Regions from separate parts of the Mus musculus genome. Here region 2 is linked to region 1. The links are chromatin contacts, called in public promoter capture Hi-C maps. All regions are on one chromosome and are shown on one strand. The core of a region is the stretch at or near the end of the contact, and the rest is flanking DNA. Distances in the headings are between cores, read along the strand shown.

The links. Promoter capture Hi-C pulls out the DNA fragments that hold promoters and counts their contacts.
Region 2: a contact with region 1 is called in a promoter capture Hi-C map of liver, with 2.3 times the contacts expected there. The contact joins the enhancer-like site here to the promoter of Taf1c in region 1. A contact is called at or near these places in 5 of 39 promoter capture datasets (HPC-7-derived erythroid cells, hippocampal neurons, liver and 1 more), 1 of 115 datasets of contacts at active chromatin or transcription factors (microglia) and 2 of 9 other capture datasets (adipose tissue and liver).

What each region holds. Positions count from the first base shown.
Region 1 is chr8:119,603,535-119,606,772 of GRCm38.p6, forward strand. It overlaps Taf1c (TATA-box binding protein associated factor, RNA polymerase I, C), which reads right to left and starts at 1,672. Exons shown (of 15, transcript NM_021441.3): 1 at 1,601-1,672; 2 at 706-844. The coding sequence starts at 843.
Region 2 is chr8:119,932,271-119,935,396 of GRCm38.p6, forward strand. All of the region lies in intron 2 of Usp10 (ubiquitin specific peptidase 10), which reads left to right. Among named protein-coding and RNA genes, the nearest start is that of Usp10, 23 kb to the left of the region's middle. Within about 2 kb of position 1,536, at least 6 of the 459 cell types and tissues checked have an H3K27ac peak or open chromatin away from gene starts, as enhancers often do. A contact at or near this core is called in liver, where this site is marked.

The DNA of each region.
Region 1 (3,238 bases), core at 422-2,921:
GACAAATGTGAAAAGGTGGTCACTTCGCTAATGAGGAACCCTGAAGCATGAGGCTGCCGCCCTAGGTGACAGAAGCAACAAACAGGCATGGACTTGAACCCAGGCAACCGACTCCAGAGTCTGAACTGAATTCTAAACTTCATTCACAGCAGCTTTCAAAGGAAGCGCCTAAGTCATGACTGCCTACCCACAACCCAATGAGCTCCAACTTCCTCAGCTATCTCCTCTGAGTCCTGCCATTCAGTGGGCACCCTTGTCCCAAGGACCAAGAACTCCCCTCCCCCAACACCCTCTCTTTGACATGCTCTCCTCAATGTACTCAATACAAGGCTGCTAGAGATGGACCTCCCAAGAGCAGAAATCCTGCCCCTGGCATTCCACTAATTCAGGCAAGTCAAGGCCACACTATAAAAGGTCTGCCCGTTGGTGTACAGTCTCTCACCATAACTGGAAGTCCCTTAGGTGGGGTTGCCTGACTTCCTCATGCTGGGCTCCTGGGCCTGTAAGGACCCCAACACATAAACACCTGCTGAACCCAGGGAGAGGGAGCGAGGAAAGAGGAGCCACAGCCTCTGTTGAGAGACACTGTCTGGACAGCAGGGCAACCGGTGCGCAGCTCAAGTAGCAGCTGCCTAGACCTCTTTTCCCAATAAGTGAGCAAGGAGGAGGAACAGACCAAGGAAAGGACCCTATTTCCATCCTCACCTTGCAGTTCTGTGGCTGGGACCCTGGCAGGGTCAGTGCATCTCTCCAGCTGCACATGAAGGACAGGTCAGGGCCATCAGTCATGCCAAGTGGACCGGCCTTAAACAATGAAGGGCGCAGGGTGCCAGGGAAGTCCATCCTGGAGAGAATGTATCTAACGTTACACACGCCTTCATTAGGAGTCTCAACAGTGCACCAGGGTTCTCAGAACACAGTAGGGGAGACCACTACAAGGTAGCAGATAAAGACCAGACTATGCCTAATGCCAGCGCGTCAGCAGGGCTGCCCAAGGACTGCTCACTCTCTTGAGGGCAGCCAGACAGATATCTCTGCTCACACCTTGGAAGAGGGGCTGGGGAGAAAGTGATCGCAAAAGGCCTCGTGGCAGGTAAAGTGCCAAAGAGATAAGCAACCACAGAATATACAAAGGGGAGAGTGTGGAGGACCAAGTGATGCCGATGAAGGCTGAGCGTTCATCAACGCGCTGCGCATGACAGTAGCAGGCTGACTTTCTTCCACCCCTCTGTGGACATGGGCTGCGTACTATTCCTGCTTCCCCACTGCCAAACACAGGCTTCTCCGAAAATGCCCGTGGGCTGAATAAATGCAGGAACTCTTTAGAAGCAGTAACTGTCAAGTCAGCCCTCATTTTTAGTAAAAATTAAATCTAACATCCGCAATAAGAGCACCAGCAGAGCACTAGTACCCGCTGGACAAGACGTGAAGGCGCTGAATTTAGAGTCTGAACTGAAAACCGGTGTGTAGTAACCACAAGTGTTCCCGGACCGCCCTCCCTCGTGGCCAGCATCTAGGACGAGCCTCAGCGCTGTAATCGACCAGTCTCTATAGCCACGTGGTCTGCCACGTGCTCTCAGCATTCCCGCAACAGCCTCACCTGACCCCGGGGCCGCAAAGGAGCCAGAGTGCCGAACCTCAACGCCGCCACCCACAACTGTTGGAGCAGACTAAACTGTTTTCCGGATCAGGCCGGAAGTTCGCCCGAGAAACAGGAAGTCCCGCCCCCAGATCATCTAACCGAGTCCTCCAGCGCCACCTGCAGAGCTGAGGGCCAATATGCATGGTCGTGGCGCCTAAGCTATGAAATTTCCATCCTATTTCACAAAAGTGTTGAGAAGCTTGAATTGATCCTCTCAACGAACAAGTGAGCACCTCCGATGAGCCACGCACTGTATTTATTACCCACAAGTCCTAGAATCCGCTTCATAGACACCTCTGGGTGCATGTGTGGCTTTAACAGGGGCCAGGAGGGAATATTAGCTTGTCATTCTCAAGCTAATATTCCTTGTGTGTGCACCTGCGAGTTTTGGGGGATCTGTTCAAACTCGCTCGCATGCAGCGAGTCCTGGGCTCTGCCTGTAAGTTGCCTTGGTCCTGACACTATCGCGTAAAACTTAGGACGCGTGGCTCTGCTGACCACTTGCTTTCCATCGCCTGGAGGCTAAGAATATCTTCAGATAGAATCGAGACAAGGAACAGATTCTCCTGCGTCACTGCAACCTACCTACATGACATTCCCGCCAATGTGTTTGACGACTTCTTTGGGTTTGACTTTCCTTTGTCCTGTAATTATCAGAACTTCATAAATCGGTCTTCATGGTGGAGCAAGTTATTCAGGGAGAAAAATCTGTGTTCCTGAGTTTATTAAGGGATCTCTAAAGGAACAGAACTGATTGAATGAGTATGGAATAGAGGAGATTTTATTAGACCGGCTTACAGGCTGTGATCTGCGTAGTTCAATAATAGCTGTCTTATGACAGAAATGGCAAGGAGAATTTGGTACTGTTCCGTCCACGAGGCTGGTTGTCTCAGCAGTTCTGATCTGGTGCTGTAGTCCTGGGCCATTCCTAAAGAGCCGCCGAGCTTCAGTCTCTGTTGGAATCCTAAAGAAATTGATTTGAATACTGAAAGGAAAACTTCAGCAATGCCATAAAATAAATGGTTTTGCCGGTGAGGGTGAGGTCCAGCAGGCACAAATCATGGTTTCTTTTTCCATTTCTTTTATCTGGGCTGCCACCAGAAGGTGATTTAGGATGGCTCTTCCTCCTTCAAATAATCTGATTAAGAAAATCCCTCACAGGGCTGGAGAGATGGCTCAGCGGTTAAGAGCACTGACAGCTCTTCCCAAAGTCCTGAGTTCAAATTCCAGCAACCACATGGTGGCTCACAACCATCTGTAATGGGGTTTGATGCCCTCTACTGGTGCCTCTGAAGACAGCTACAGTGTACTTGCATATAATAAATAAATAAATAATTTTTTTTAAACTTCCTCACAAGTGTGCCCAGCAGTTTGGGTCCCAGTTAATTTCAAATATTCAGTTGACCACCAAAACTAGCCATCATATGGGGGCATGCTCGTTGGTGTCTATTTGGCTCATGCATAACTTTATTACTATTATTATTTTATTGATTTTTTTTTTTGAGACAGGGTTTCTCTATGTGTAGCCCTGGTTGTCCTGGAGTTTGCTCTGTAAAGCAAGTTGGTTTCAAACTCAGAGATCTACCTGTCTCTGCC
Region 2 (3,126 bases), core at 286-2,785, 330 kb after region 1:
TATTTGTTCATTTCTTTAGTGATTATGTGTTTTGCTCGATATATATGTGTCTTGCATGCCTGGTGTCCATGGAGGTTACAGGAGATACCCTGGAGCTGGGATTACGGATGCTCGCGAGCCGTGTTGTGGATGCTGGTAACTGAACTCCGGGCCCTCTGTAAGAGCAGGCGGTATTGAGCCGCCTCTCCAGCCCGTTTTCTGACTTTAACGGCTCAGCATGGTCCATCACACACATTGTGGTTAATTGGCAACACTATATTTGTGTGCTTATTTCTAGGGGCTTCCTGGTTGGCGAAGTGGGTTCCTGAGGGAGTCCCTGGTGGTGTTTCACATTCCCATAGATCCCTTTCCCACCATTTATCCATCCATTCATTCATTCATTCATTTATGGCAAGGACTCAGGGCTGTGACTCAGAACTTAAGTAGATCAGGTTGGCCTTGAACTCATAGAGACTCACCGTCTCTGCCTCCCAAGTAGTGGGATTAAAGTGCACCACTACAACCAGCTTTACCCTGGAATTTAATTGTGTGTGTGTGTGTGCAGTGTCCCCAGAAGCCATAGCTGTCAGATCCCCTGGAGCTAGAGTTAGAGGAGTTACAGGCTGAGGTGAACTGACCATGGTACCCCTGTAAGATGAGGCCTTCTGACTGAGTAGAGGAGGCAGCTGGAAACATTACCCGGTGCAGGCTGCCCCTGAAACCTAACTATGTATCTCAAACTGAATTCATAGTGAATTCCTGCCTCTGCCTCTTGACTGCTGGGGTTCCAGGTAGAGACGCTGGGTCGGTCCAGTCCTTTTGTATTCTGAGCAGCTGTATAACTAACTGGAGAAAGTGATCCACTTGGATAGTTCTGCTCATGGTGCTTGCTGTATCTGTTGGCACAAGGGAAATTCTCAGTGAAGCTGTAGTTTATTGGGTGAAGGATGCTACACACCAGAGAGCAAAAGTAATCATGTTTTTGCCAAGGCAGCCATTCCACAGTTGTACTCTACGGTGCAAGCTGGCCTCACACTCAACAATCCTCCTGACTCCACTTCCCGAGTACTGAGGCTGCAGGCGTGCATCACATACCTGTCACAGTTTCACATTCTTCTCTCTTATCCACATCCCAATTGCAGTGTCCGCCTTGACCTATCTCCTGCCCCCCCTGCCTACCCTCCAAAAGAACAGGCCTAGGAACATCAGGCTTACGCGGCATAACAAAGCTACATTAAGATCAGACACATAGCATCACATCAAGGCAACCCAGGAAGAAGAGAAGGCAAGAGTCAGGGTCAGCCCCTCATTCCCCATTGTCAGGATTCCTACAAGAAGACCAAGCTACTCTCCATAGCATATATACAGAGTCAGACCCTGAGAGACTCGTGACCTCTGTGAGGCCCCGTGAGGCCCAGTCAGTTGATTCTGTGGGCCTTGTTCTCCTAGTGTATCCCCAGCCCCTTTGGCTCCTCCAGGCTTTCCTCCTGCCCCTGAAGGACTCCCAAGCTCTGCTCAGTGTTTGGCTGTGGGGCTCTGCATCTGCTCCCATCAGTTGTGGGGCAAAGTCTCTTGGTCTTTTTAATGACAATTCTGTTAAGCACTGGCCCCAGAGTCTGCAGGCAGGACAAACTGTAGGTCAAAGGTTTTATGGCTGGGTTGGTGTCCCGATCACTCCACTCCTGGCCTTGTCTGGTTATATAAGATGGCCGGTTCACGATCCATGTTCCCCATCATGGAGTCTTCGCCAGGTTCCATGGGGTTCCCACTGCACTAGATTTCCACCTCAGCCCAATTCCAGTCATTTCTCCCTCCCAACCCCACCTGCCCTGTTAAGCTGGTTTTGGTTTTTTTGTTTTGGTTTTGGTTTTTTGAGACAGGGTTTCTCTGTAGCCCTGGCTGTCCTGGAACTCACTCTGTAGACCAGGCTGGCCTTGAACTCAGAAATCCGCCTGCCTCTGCCTCCCAGGTGCTGGGATTAAAGGCCAGCATTGCCTGGCCCTGTTAAGTATTTTTACATTCATTTGTGTGTGTGTACGTGTCTGAGTATGTGTGGGAATAGAGGACAGCTTGTTGATTTTTCTCCTACTGGGCGGGTCCCTGGGATGGTAGCAATCTGGCAGCCAAAGTAGGTAATAGTGTGTGCTGGAGGTGGTGGTGCAGGCACACACTTATCCCAGCTCTCAGGAAGCAGCTGCAGGTGGGCCTCGTGTGTATGGGGCCTGGTTCGATGGGAGACCAAATAGAACTGCTTTGTGGAGTCACTTGCAGGAATTAAACTCAGGTTGCTGGACTTGTTCAGTAACCTTTTTATCTGCTGAGCCATCTCACCAGACCCTAAAGAAAAATGCCCTAAATAGACTCAATATACAATGATAGTAAGGCTGGAGAGGTGGCCCAGTGGGTAAAGGTCCTTCCTGCCAAGCCTCATGACTTGGCTTCAGTCCCCAGGATCCTTATTTATTTATTTATTTATTTATTTATTTATTTATTTATTTATTTCGAGACAGGGTTTCTCTGTGTAGCCCTGGCTGTCCTGGAACTCACTTTGTAGACCAGGCTGGCCTTGAACTCAGAAATTCGCCTGCCTCTACCTCCCGAGTGCTGGGATTAAAGGCATGTGCCACCACACGTGGCTGATGAATGAAAATTTTAAAGAAGTTTAAATGAAATTGTCATATTGCCCCAGTGATGGAAACCGTTAGCCTGACGTCCTATTCTGCTGTCTCAGAAGCCCCCTCCTGAGGTCCCGGGAGCAGGAGTGTTGGGAGCCCTTGCTCAGCACTGTTCACTGTCTCTGCCCATCACAGCACCTCACTGTGCTCGTTGCTGGTGCCATTAACAAGTCTTGCTGGAGGTCGGCTGATGGTTTTGAGAAGAGCTGCTTAGCTGTCTGCCTTACAAAGTCTGATGGTGGGAATGTTGGTAGCTTGTGTTGATCAGACCTCCGACCGAATAGTCCCAGGGGATTATCCTCTCTGTCTCGGTCCTCTTGTTCACGAGTGGAGGCTCTGCCTACTCACCTTTTCTACTTCCCAGAGACCCCACCTCTGCACATTACAAGGGAAGTTTCTACTTCTAACCACACTGATGTGAAGCTTTGGCAGGGAAGCTGTGTGCATTCCTGGGGTGGTTTACCTTCCCAGC